Regions from separate parts of the Mus musculus genome. Here regions 1, 2 and 4 are each linked to region 3. Evidence: chromatin contacts called from public Hi-C and targeted proximity ligation data. All regions are on one chromosome and are shown on one strand. The core of a region is the stretch at or near the end of the contact, and the rest is flanking DNA. Distances in the headings are between cores, read along the strand shown.

Region 1 (2,769 bases), core at 91-2,590, 2.8 Mb before region 3:
ATCACTAGAGCCCAGAAGTTTGAGATTAGCCTGAGCAATGACTTAGTGAGACTCCATCTCAAACCATAACAGATAAAGCCCAAGCCTATTATTCCCCTGCCTAATACTGCTCAGGGACTTATAATCATAGGACTGGGCGCTCAGTCCGTTGACCTCTCAGGTCACCTGTCTCCTTCTTGATTTTTCTTTCCTTGTTCTTCCCCAGACGGGTGGGTATGTTGGCCCTTCGCATTGGTTGGAACACTCGGCCCTGCCCCCACCTCCCACAGTCCACAGGATTTGTCATTTACAACTGAACTCTGCCCAACTGCCCCTCAAGGGCTATATATAGGTAGTGCTTGACCACACCGTCCCACTTCTACCTCCAGCCATACCACCAAAAGTCCCCTATTTTCTCATCCCCCACTCCCACCCAGTAGAAACTGAATGTCCTCACACAAGTCCATTTCCTAGCACAGTACCTGGTACATAGTAAGTAGGTATGCCCGAATAGGAGACTTGACTGAATAAATGAACACATACAACTTCCCTGTTAATGAGATACAAAGTTTTGTATTAATTACATAAGCTAAAAATCTGTTGATCTATGAATGTGTCTTTTTTTTTTCTTTCATTGGATTCCCACACCAAGTGAACATTAGTATGTGCACGGTTAACGGCAGAAATATGACAACTTTTTTAAAAAAGATGTCACAAAGCTTCTTCCTCCCAACCGCCTTAAGTCTACTATTCTCTCTTGGCCCTCCCCGATTCTGTCCTAGTGTAAATCAACCTCCTCTTTGGCCTTTTCCCTGTAGGTTCTAATCCCATGTCTTCTTCCTCAGACCTCAGCCAAAGGCTGCTCCTGTACCCTAATATGCTTCCTTGAGAACGCCCGGGAGTTCATTGTTCTCAAAAAAAGCCCAGAACTTGCTCTTGTCCACCATCAGGCTAACAACCCTGTCCTCCTGGTTCCTGTCTGTCACCTAGCTGGGTAGCAGTGGCTCCCTGCTTCCAGTCCAGTTTTACAAAGCGCCGCCGTGGCCTCCTTCAGACTTCCCTCTGGGAAGCCCACCAGGCCGGGCCAAGCTCAATCATGAAGCCCCACATCACCAAGGGCCTATCTTTCTGAGCTCACACTTGCTTCATAAGCACATACACTTCTCAATGCCCCGGCCTCCGTAACCTGCCTTCCCGCGAGCCCGCGCCCAGTGACTATTTGCGGAAGAAACGAACACTGGAGTCGCCCAACCACTGCTCGCCCCCTGCCCCCGCCGCGGCGCCGCAGCCATGACGCACTAAGCTGGCGCCGCGAGAACGGGCGTGCCAGGGCGCCTGCGCGAAGGGGCACGCCTGCGCAGAGGCGCGAACCCGCTGACAGATTCTCGAAGGCGGCGGCGGCGGCGGCGGCCTTGGGCCGCGGGGAATGGGAGTCCCAGGGCCCTGACTGAGCACCGCCCCCGCCTCCCGGCCGCGCCATGGCTCAGGAGAAGATGGAGCTGGACCTGGAGTTGCCCGCGGGCGCGAGCCCGGCGGAGGGCGGCGGCCCTGGCGGCGGGGGCCTGCGGAGGTCTAACAGCGCCCCCCTGATCCACGGCCTCAGCGACTCGTCGCCGGTGTTCCAGGCCGAGGCGCCCAGCGCCAGACGGAACAGCACGACGTTCCCGAGCCGCCACGGCCTGCTGCTCCCGGCCTCGCCGGTCCGAATGCACAGCAGCCGCCTGCACCAGATCAAACAGGAGGAGGGCATGGACCTGATCAACCGAGAGACCGTTCACGAGCGCGAGGTGCAGACCGCAATGCAGATAAGCCACTCCTGGGAGGAAAGTTTCAGCCTGAGTGACAACGACGTGGAGAAATCCGCCTCCCCGAAGCGCATCGATTTCATTCCGGTGTCTCCGGCACCGTCCCCGACCCGGGGAATTGGGAAGCAGTGTTTCTCACCGTCCTTGCAAAGTTTTGTGAGTAGCAACGGACTGCCTCCAAGTCCCATTCCCAGCCCAACCACCCGATTTACCACCCGGAGAAGCCAGAGTCCCATCAACTGCATTAGACCAAGTGTTCTTGGACCATTGAAAAGAAAATGTGAAATGGAAACTGATTATCAGCCAAAGAGATTTTTCCAGGGCATCACCAACATGCTGTCTTCTGACGTTGCACAGCTGTCAGACCCCGGTGTGTGCGTATCTTCCGATACCCTGGATGGAAACAGCAGCAGTGCCGGATCTTCCTGTAACTCACCAGCGAAAGTCAGCACTACCACCGACTCTCCTGTGTCGCCCGCCCAAGCAGCCTCCCCCTTTATTCCAGTAGATGAACTTTCCTCAAAGTGACTCACTCATCTTGAATCCCCCTCCCCCAATGGAGAGACAAAAAAACAAAAACAAACAAAAAAAAAAAGAAAGAAAAAAATCAAGTTAGAGCAAGCACTGAACTTTGTCGATTACGTTAAAGCCGTTTCCTATTTGACTCTTCCCTCTTTTTGGAAATTCCTGAAATGTTATTCTAGAGAATTTCTATGTCAGGTTCCTGGGGATGCCCTTGAATTCAGTGTAGTAATATTTTCGGACTTTTTATCAATAAGTGTGTTGAAGCATACATTTTACGCTGCTAATATGTCTAAATACATATGTTATCCCTTGATTTTTTAAATAATTGAGAGCTCTATTTATTTATGGGATTATTAAGTTCTGATGAAAATATAAATGTTGAATTTCAGTTTAGTAAACTGATGTTTTAAAATTCCATAGTTCATGGCACACTAATTTTTGGTGTTTTCAATGGTTGCTA
Region 2 (2,823 bases), core at 138-2,637, 2.9 Mb after region 3:
TTGAAAGATAATCTCCCTGAACGCCTTTAATCTCAGCACTCGAAAGGCAAGAGGAAATGTGGATCTCTGGGTTCGAGGCCAGCCTGGTCCAGGACAGCCAGGGCTACACGAAGAGAAAATTTCCGTTATCTTATCAACTTTGTTATAAAATAACTAGAAAAGGACACTGAGCAGACGCATGCCAAGGTGGCTGAGTTTGGCGAGCTCTAAGAATCACCCTTGCTTCTTCACCTCATGCTCCACCAACTTATGCAAGAACTGCTTTAAAGAAGGCTCTTGAGTCCCTAAGTCGGGCCAATGCTGTGCGATACATATATAGTATGGGTTATAACTCACTCGAAGGCCGGGCAGTGGTGGCCCACGCCTTTAATCCCAGCACTTGGGAGGCAGTGGCAGGCGGATTTCTGAGTTCAAGGCCAGCCTGGTCTACAGAGTGAGTTCCAGGACAGCCAGGGCTACACATAGATAAACCCTGTCTGAAAAAGCAAAACACTCACTTTAAGTTTTCTAGTCACGTGTCTAAAAATAAAATTAACAAACAGTACACCCAATATGCGGCAAGTTGCTTCGTGTGTAACACAGTTCAGAACCCGACCCTTTATCTTAAAACATATTTGGCGCTCCTACTCTTCTTACACTTAAAACACATAAGTTTGGTCAAGTTATATTTCTAGTGTATTCTGTCTGATCACATGGCTAGCGGCTACCAAAACAAAGCAGCGGAGAGGACAGTGAGTCCAACAATCCATTCTCACAGCACTGAACATTAGGAGTTAACAGGTCCTCTGATGAATGCTACTGGAAAGCATGCTAGAAGTTCTACAGCATTCCCCATCAAATTAAACGCCTCTCTCCCGTTGGTCACTGAGCTGACCCTCTAGGGTCCAGCCCGTCTGGCCCACTCGATGGCCCGACTTCCGCGGCCTGGCACCGAGCTCCGGGCTAGTGAGTAGCGGACCTACCTGGCTGTGCACCCCGTCGGCTACCTGCGGGCTGCCCGCGCTTTCTACTCTGTCGCCGCCGCCCGCGGCCCGGGGTTCCTCCTGCTCGCCAGGAGGTGGCTCTCCGGGCTCCCGGCTACAGCCCTGCAGCTCCTGTCTGTCGTCCCCGCCGCCGCGTCGCTTGCGGGGCGCAGACGCAGGCTCCGCCATGATCCCCGCGTCCCCCTGGCGCTTGAGGGGCCGAGCCGTCCCAGACGGCGGGACCCAGAGCGGCGGCTCCTCGGGGAAGTCGCTGAGCAGGAGCCGCTTCCAAGGCACGCGGAACGTGAGCGGCTCAGCCGCACGCCGCTTGGCCATGGGCCAGGGACGAGGGTCGCGCGGGCGGCGGGCGGAGGGCGAAGGGCAGCGCAGAGCTCGGCTGTCCCGAGGGCGGACGAGACGTTGTGGGGGAGCCACCGCGCAGCGCCGGAGTTTCGAACCTGCGCCGTGATGCGCGCGCACCTGCGCCCATCCAGCACAGCCGCTGGTTGGTGGAGGCTCGCGGTTCGCGTTCCCGAGCGCCCTTGCGGCCGGAAGTGCGCCCTCTGAGGGGGCGGGGCATGGGGATGTGGATGGAAGGAGGCCGCTACCCCCTGGCGGCCTTCTTTTGACTTGCACGGTTGTTCGCATTCCCCTGTGTGTGCGCCTCTCGGTCCCCAAGCGAGGACTCGGGCAGGAGCGGCCGAAAGACTCCGCGGCCTCAGAGGTCCCAGCGGCAAGTGCGCTGGGGCCCTTTCCTCTGTGCTGCGATCCTGGGGCGGCGGAAGTGTCTGCTTAGCCCGCAGCGGCCTGCAGGTTCCAGGACCTCTCCAGTGGGTGGTGTCTTGGCAGAAAAATGTAAACCGTGGCAGAAATAAGTCCGTACTTTTTTTTTTTTTTTTTTTTTTGGTAAAAAGCAAAAAGTAACTAAAGGATAGGGTGCTTGCCTACCATGCCCAAGGCCTTAGATTCTATCCCCAGTGCTGCAAGGATAAGGAGAAAACGCAGTAACCAAACAAAACTAAGGAAAAAACAAAACAAACAAAAAGAAACCAAGCCCATCAACGCTCCGGAGAAACATTCTTTCTAGGGCATGGTAGAGCTGTTTTAGCTGATAGGTACTGTGTATGGGTGTATTTATGAATATGCGCCATGTGCATGCTTAAATATCTCTAGATGTAGTTGTAAGCCATCTACACAGAGAAACTTCCTTCCAGCACTGGGGATTGAACCTACGGCCTTGGGCATGGGAGGCAAGATCTCTATCCTTGAGTTACTTTTTGCTTTTACCGAAAGACTAAAATACTGGCTCAAACAAACCCATCACGGTTTGCATTGGTGGGAGGACAGCAAATAACCAACAAGCACAAACAGCGTTATCGGTAGTGTACAGAAAGTTCTGTTTGATCGCTCCATTTCCTGTTTGCACTTGGTAATTCTTCCACCTGGAACAAATGATAAATTCGCCATTGCCATTTTCACACTAGTGACACAGATGATTTGTTGTGCGGAGACCATGTTCCAACACAATAGAATACAACATGGGCAGGTGTGTTCCTTCTGTTCTCCAGAATCTTGCTGCCCTCCCCCCACCCCGCCCCTCATTCCTTGTGATACTTAGCATTATGTACACAAGGTAGTATAAAGCATATGCATAGCTAAAATGACCGTAACACGCAAGTGTCCCTGCCTGGCTTCAGAAGGGAAAGAGCATCTGTGTGCCTCTTCACTGTCCCGTTTCTCTTTCCTGTCCCCAAGTAGTCTTGTTTCGGACCATGAATTACTACTTCTTTGTAATTTCCCCCTCAGTCCACTCACTTATCTGTATTTCTAAGATGCTTTTTTGGATTTGCTAATATTTTAA
Region 3 (2,838 bases), core at 75-2,574:
TCTTTCTTTCTTTCTTTCTTTCTTTCTTTCTTTCTTTCTTTCTTTCTTTCTTTCAACAGAAGCGGAGGGAGGTTAAACTCTCCGAACGTCCTCCACACACTATAATTTGACACAACTTTCCTGGTTTAATATTAAATACAATTTCAAACAGAACTCTCCAACTTTCAATTCAAATCCAACCTCTCCCTCCTTGAGTTCTCAATCAGAGATGATACAAGTTCAAGCCATGGAAAGCAGCTCCCGCGACAAGCGGAGCGGGATACCCAGCTCAAGCTCCGGGCGGACTCCATCTAAAATCGAGGCTGGCGGGACCCGGACACCGAGCCGAGAGCGAGGGCCCGAAGTGGCCCAGATCCAGGGAGGGGAGCGGCGGCCCGACCCCATCTTGCGGTCCTCCCTGCGGGCGAGGAGGCCCGGGACGCACGGCTCTCCGCTCGGTAGCTCCGCTCCGAAGCCACCCGGCCTGGTCCCCAGCTCAGAGCGGCGACCCCCCGACGGCCCAGCAGCCCAGCCCCACGCACCTGCAGCTGGGCGGCCGCGGCCGCCAACGCGCTGTCCTCCGCGGGGCGCCGCCCGCCGACTCTGCGCCCGCGGCCCGGCCCGGCGAGGACGCGAAAGAGAGCTGCGGTGCCCGGGCGCGCTTCGTGGGGCCCCTCCACGCGCGTTCGCGTTCTGCTGACTAACGGCTCCGCCGCGAGGGGCGGCCGCCGCCGGGGCTCTCCGGCCCGAGGTCCCGCGCGGCCGTGGTCGCCGTCCGCAGCGCAGGGCCGGTGCTGCCTTCTCCGCAGCCCGCCTTCCTTGGCACCTCCGAAGGCCGCCAGGCGGCGGAGCGCGCGGCCGCGGCGGGCGGGAGCTGGGAGGGCGGCGGGGGGCGGGGGGGCGAGCGGCCCGGTTCGAGCTGCTCAGTGACTGGAGGAGGGCGCCGAAGCTGACCCGGGCTCCGGGCTGCAGGCGATCAGGGCACCGGCCTCGCCCACCTTCCACCAATCACAAACTGCGCAGCGGAGTCGCTACGCTACGGAGCCGGGAGACAGGTTGGGAGCGTTCGGCAGGAGGCGGGGATTGCGGAAAAGAAGAGCCAATAGGAACGGGGAATCTCCGTCCCTCCGCCGTGATGGACAGCCGCGTTCGAGCCAATGGGGGAGTTCTAGATTCGAAGAAAGCCGGACTTGCACCTTGGGTCCGAGGAAGGCTTTCCGTGAAGCCGGTAGTCGAGGATGTGCGGCAAGGCAGAGCCGAGCGTGACCTCCCTAATGAGTCACGTGGGCCGACCTGGGGCTGGGACGGAAAGAGTAGAAGAACTTCTTCCGGGTCACTGTCCTTAGTCTCAATCTGGGGCGGGAACGTCTTTACTCTTTCCTGTAACTTAAAGGCTGCACCGATTTACAGTGCTTGAGATTTTGGTGATGAGTTCCCAGAAAGGCAACGTGACTCGGTCCCGGCCTCAGAAGCACCAGAATACGTTCACCTTCAAAAATGACAAGTTTGATAAGAGTGTTCAGACCAAGGTAGGCCCTTGCCTGTTGTTCTGACTGCCATCCCAGGGGAAAAAAAAGTGACAGAGAGAGGAAAGGGGACAGAGAGAGGAAAGGAGAGGAGTTGGCGAGCGTGGACTGCAGCCCAGTTAGTCTTGGCTGCAGTGCAATCGTGTCTCAAATATTCTTCCCACGCCCTTTCTTTGGCTTGGCTCTGTTCCGTGAATCTATCTGATGGTCAGCACATCTCAGTAGTGGCGCCGAGACTGGATAGGGCAGCTTAAATTCATCCAACCTAAGGTACCGATGGGGCGATTGACGCCTTGGATGCTCCCACCTGGATCACGCCCCCGCAATAAGAAAATGAAATGAAGGCACTCGTCCGAGTGTCTCTTTGCAGCGACTGTTTTTCCGAGAACTCCCAAACCCATAAGTTTGTAGGGAGTACGATCTTAGCGTCACTGTCCTTATCAACAAGATGTTATTTCAGTTTTGTGTTGGAGCAAACGTTTTGGCTTGTGTAAAAATGGTTGCTTGCTGTCTATACAATTAACTTAGCAGGACCTGTGTAAAGTGGAAGAAAACTCAGACTGTTTGTTACTTGAGATATGTATGACTAGTGATTCTGTGAATAGCGATCCCCTTCCCCATAACTGAATGGGGAGCGGATAAAGGCCTTTAGTCGTCCTGGAGGCCAGCTTACATCAGATAAAGTTAATATTTACAGAAACAAGAGCTCAAATTTCCTAAGTTTGTTCCTTGAAGTAATTTAGTAATTTCTGTGACCTTTAGCCTCAGATAAGAAATCTGATAGGATTATTCGGAAGCTAACAGAAGAGTAACTAGTCTGGGACATAACAGGTGGTCAGCAGGTGATTACGTTTAAAACATTAAAAAGGCAATCCATAGTAACTTGTACTCTGTCTTTCTCTTTCATTGTTTCTCAGATATTTAATAAATACCTTTCACGTGCAGGGTTCTAGACCCCTGGTAGACAGTGTTCAAAACTATTGATTCTGCCTTTACGGAGCTTGTAATTGTCTGAGTAATATGGACAGTCAGTCAGCAGATGGATCTGTAATTACAAATTTCAATAGAAGTTGCTAAAGGGAAAGGCAGTTCAGTGAAGAATAAAAAAAAATAGTTTAAGCAGGGCCCTCAGACCACATTAGCAGACACTCGTCCATAAACCTGCTTTTCCTGTATTTTAGAAAAATATTATGGAGAGAAGTTGGTAAAGAAAATGGATTAATCCACAATTTGGCCCGAACAGCAGTGGGAATAGTAAAGTATAATTTCCTCCCACTGCTCTGTAGCCATCTTAAAATCTGTGGAGAGCCTTGAAAGTAAGACTAGACCATAC
Region 4 (2,791 bases), core at 284-2,783, 2.0 Mb before region 3:
CTAACCTTTGTTACAATGTTTTAGAAAATGACACCAGTGATTAAAAAATGAACCTTCTCACTTGCCCAGCTTCCCCCCCCCCCCCAAAGGATGTGTCTTTTACTTGCTCTGCAGCTGGAATTCTCAAAAAGGGCCTCAAAGACAGACACACAAGACATCAAAGCATTCCTTAAAAGGCCCAGCAGCCACTATGGCTACTGCCAGGAAATCACTCCAAACACTCATTGGGGAAAAAAGTCAGCAGTCAAAAGAGGAAAGGAGGACGACTTAGGGGCTGTCGGGGCTGGCAGGTATGTTTAGAGGCCAGTAGTCTTTTGTCTTGAAGGAAGTACAGTTTTAAGTCCTTAATTGAGAGAAGAAAGCAGGCCATCTGAGGACTTCTAAATTCTTTTCTGAGATCATCTTGGAGGAAAAGAACACTTGATTAAAGTGTTTGGCCTTTCATTTAGTGGAAAAGCTAAGGAGGCTAGAATGCGTAAAAATAATTCATGTGTTTTAGTAAAAAAAATTAAAATATTAAAAATAAATTGTATAACCAATGAGAAAATAATACAAAACCGGACTTCATGTTTGTTTCCCCAGGAATGGGCTACATTCTGGCTTCTTATTCTTTTGTATACTGATGTAGGTAACTCTTTAGTAGCTTCCTTTCCATTCGTTAAAGGGAGAGTATCAGGAAAAGAAAAATACAATCTTAAGAGTATCTTCCTAGAGAGTAACAAATAAAATGGAAAGGGAGGAGAAAGAGATAATATATGTATCAGTTCAGGAGTGAACTTTTAGAAGGCAACAATGCTAGGTAAGAATGCCTTAAGATGCTCGTCTGTAACTTCGGACGCGCTACTAATAAAAAAAAAGTATCCAGTTTGCAACAGCTTTATAAGATCCACTCAGGTCACCTTCAAAAATTGTTACATCCGACTCGCTTTGCAATTTTGTGACAAGCGAGTCGAAAAGTCAAAGGCAGCTTCCAATCACCTTTAGTTAACCCGAAAGGGGGCTGTAGGGAGTATGATGGGGTGGATAATCCTCTATAGCCACGCACTGGATGCAACCGAGAGTCGCCTCCAAGACACAGAGACCCACGGTAGTGGCCCGCGGGGCAAGCGCATCCCGGCGGAGGGCGGCGGGGAGAAGAGTTGCCACAACTCCCGGGACGCGTCGCGCAGGGCAGAAAACTCCACGCTCCGACGTGGCTCTCGGAGGTCGCTCCCCGGCACTGCCCCGCCACGCGTCTTGGTAACGGCCAGCCGGCTCGGCGCGACAGTCCCAGCCGCGCTCCGCCTGTCGGAAGCGCGCGTGGGCCCCGAGCGGCCCCGGCGAGTGGACTAGAGCGCGGCCCCGAGCCGCCCCCGACGACCCCGGCGGCGCAGGGCGCGCCACTCACATGTGCGGGTTCCTTCGGAAGGCGTTGGTGATGTCCTTCACCACCCTCTGCACCAGCACCGCCACCTCCTCGTTCGACTCGGCCATGTTGGCGGCCGCCGCGATCGGGCGCGCCTCCGGCAGAGCCCAGCCGCCGGCGGGAGTTCCGCGGGGGCGCGCGCGCGCGCTGGCTCAGGCGCGTTCTCGCCGAGGCCGCCGAGCACTTCCGGGTCAGGGAGGGCCGCAGCACCGCTGGGTTGGGCCGGCTCTTCGAGCTCGGTGGCTTTTGGTGGAGTTTTGGTTCACTAGGCGTGGAGGAAGGAGGCTTCCCCCGCACTTCTCCGAGCAGCCGTGTCCCAGAGTGGCCTTTACCCAGGGACCTCCGGATGGCTGCACCAGGCCCGCTTCACCGGCCCACCCGGGGAGGAGGCGGGTTGCTGACCTCCTTTTGCACGCCTGTGCTACTTTATGCATGAAGTGTAAAGTAGCGCGTTTAGTTAGATCTTGTAATGTAGTAAGCAAAGGAAAGAAAGTACAGGAGAAAGAACCCTTCAGATCTCGGGGATAAGGTTAAAAACAAAAGTAACCCACTGTACTTCTGTACTTTTAGCATTTTTGATACATTTCGTGATCACTACGTTAATTTGGAGTATAAAATAAAATAAAGGCTTTGACAATTGTTCCTGACCTCTCTTGCTCCACAAATTATAAGATTGCTCTGTTCCATTTGGATTTTAAAAGTGTTGTAATTAAAATTTTTATTTTTATATATCAGGTTTATTTGTCCCTTCTAAGTACAAAGTTCTGACTGCCTCTAACTGGTGATGGTGTCTCCTCCTCCTCCTCCTCCTCCTCCTCCTCCTCCTCTCCCTCCTCCTCCTCCTCCTCCTCCCCGTCCTCCTCCTCCTCTTCCTCCTTCTCTGATGCTTGAAGTCTGTATCTTTTTAATTTTTGGTTTTTGGCCCTGGCAAGGTAGTGCGTGGCTGTGATCTTGGGAGGTAAAAACAGGAGGTGACATTCAAGGTTATCTTTGGCTGGGCTATTTGAAACTTGGATCTCTGAAAAGCAAACTGTGGTTGGTCCTGATCCTGGTGAAGAAACAAGAGACAGTCTACAAACTTGTGGAAAGCAAAACAGACCTGATTAAGACCCTAAAAGACTCTGACAAGCTCTGGGAGAAGCAGTGAGACAAATGGGGTGTGTTGCATCCCTAGACCAAGAGCAAGTTCAAGAGTCCTGTCGAAGAGTGATACCAGGGGCTGGAGAGATGGCTTAGCAATGAAGTACACTTGTTTTTAGCAACCACAACCACCTGTAACCCCAGCTCCAGATGATCCAACATCCTCTTCTGGCTTCTGTGGGAACATACACGCACACACATCTTTTACATTTTTTTAAAAAGTAATATGCTACTGGAGGTTCCTCG

Evidence for each region. A called contact is a pair of places that touch in the nucleus more often than the background predicts.
Region 1: a Hi-C map of CD8 T cells shows a contact between it and region 3, with 4 times the contacts expected there. A contact is called at or near these places in 2 of 39 promoter capture datasets (the 3T3-L1 cell line and liver) and 1 of 484 Hi-C or Micro-C datasets (CD8 T cells).
Region 2: a targeted proximity ligation map of astrocytes shows a contact between it and region 3, with 4 times the contacts expected there. A contact is called at or near these places in 3 of 39 promoter capture datasets (the 3T3-L1 cell line, embryonic stem cells and liver) and 1 of 130 datasets of targeted methods (astrocytes).
Region 4: a Hi-C map of muscle stem cells shows a contact between it and region 3, with 6 times the contacts expected there. A contact is called at or near these places in 2 of 39 promoter capture datasets (embryonic stem cells and pre-B cells), 4 of 484 Hi-C or Micro-C datasets (CD4 T cells, CD8 T cells and muscle stem cells), 2 of 130 datasets of targeted methods (large pre-B cells and thymic regulatory T cells) and 1 of 9 other capture datasets (liver).

Annotation. Positions count from the first base shown.
Region 1 is chr19:24,476,045-24,478,813 of GRCm38.p6, reverse strand. It overlaps Fam122a (family with sequence similarity 122, member A), which reads left to right and starts at 1,340. Exons shown (of 1, transcript NM_026520.3): 1 at 1,340-2,769. The coding sequence starts at 1,458. The coding sequence ends at 2,312. The region is part of intron 1 of Pip5k1b (phosphatidylinositol-4-phosphate 5-kinase, type 1 beta); the gene reads left to right.
Region 2 is chr19:18,711,799-18,714,621 of GRCm38.p6, reverse strand. D030056L22Rik (RIKEN cDNA D030056L22 gene) reads right to left here and starts at 1,387. Exons shown (of 2, transcript NM_001374130.1): 1 at 963-1,387. The coding sequence starts at 1,298.
Region 3 is chr19:21,651,277-21,654,114 of GRCm38.p6, reverse strand. It overlaps 1110059E24Rik (RIKEN cDNA 1110059E24 gene), which reads left to right and starts at 1,324. Exons shown (of 4, transcript NM_025423.2): 1 at 1,324-1,508. The coding sequence starts at 1,407. Abhd17b (abhydrolase domain containing 17B) reads right to left here and starts at 806. Exons shown (of 4, transcript NM_146096.3): 1 at 522-806.
Region 4 is chr19:23,686,142-23,688,932 of GRCm38.p6, reverse strand. It overlaps Ptar1 (protein prenyltransferase alpha subunit repeat containing 1), which reads right to left and starts at 1,533. Exons shown (of 7, transcript NM_028208.1): 1 at 1,388-1,533. The coding sequence starts at 1,473.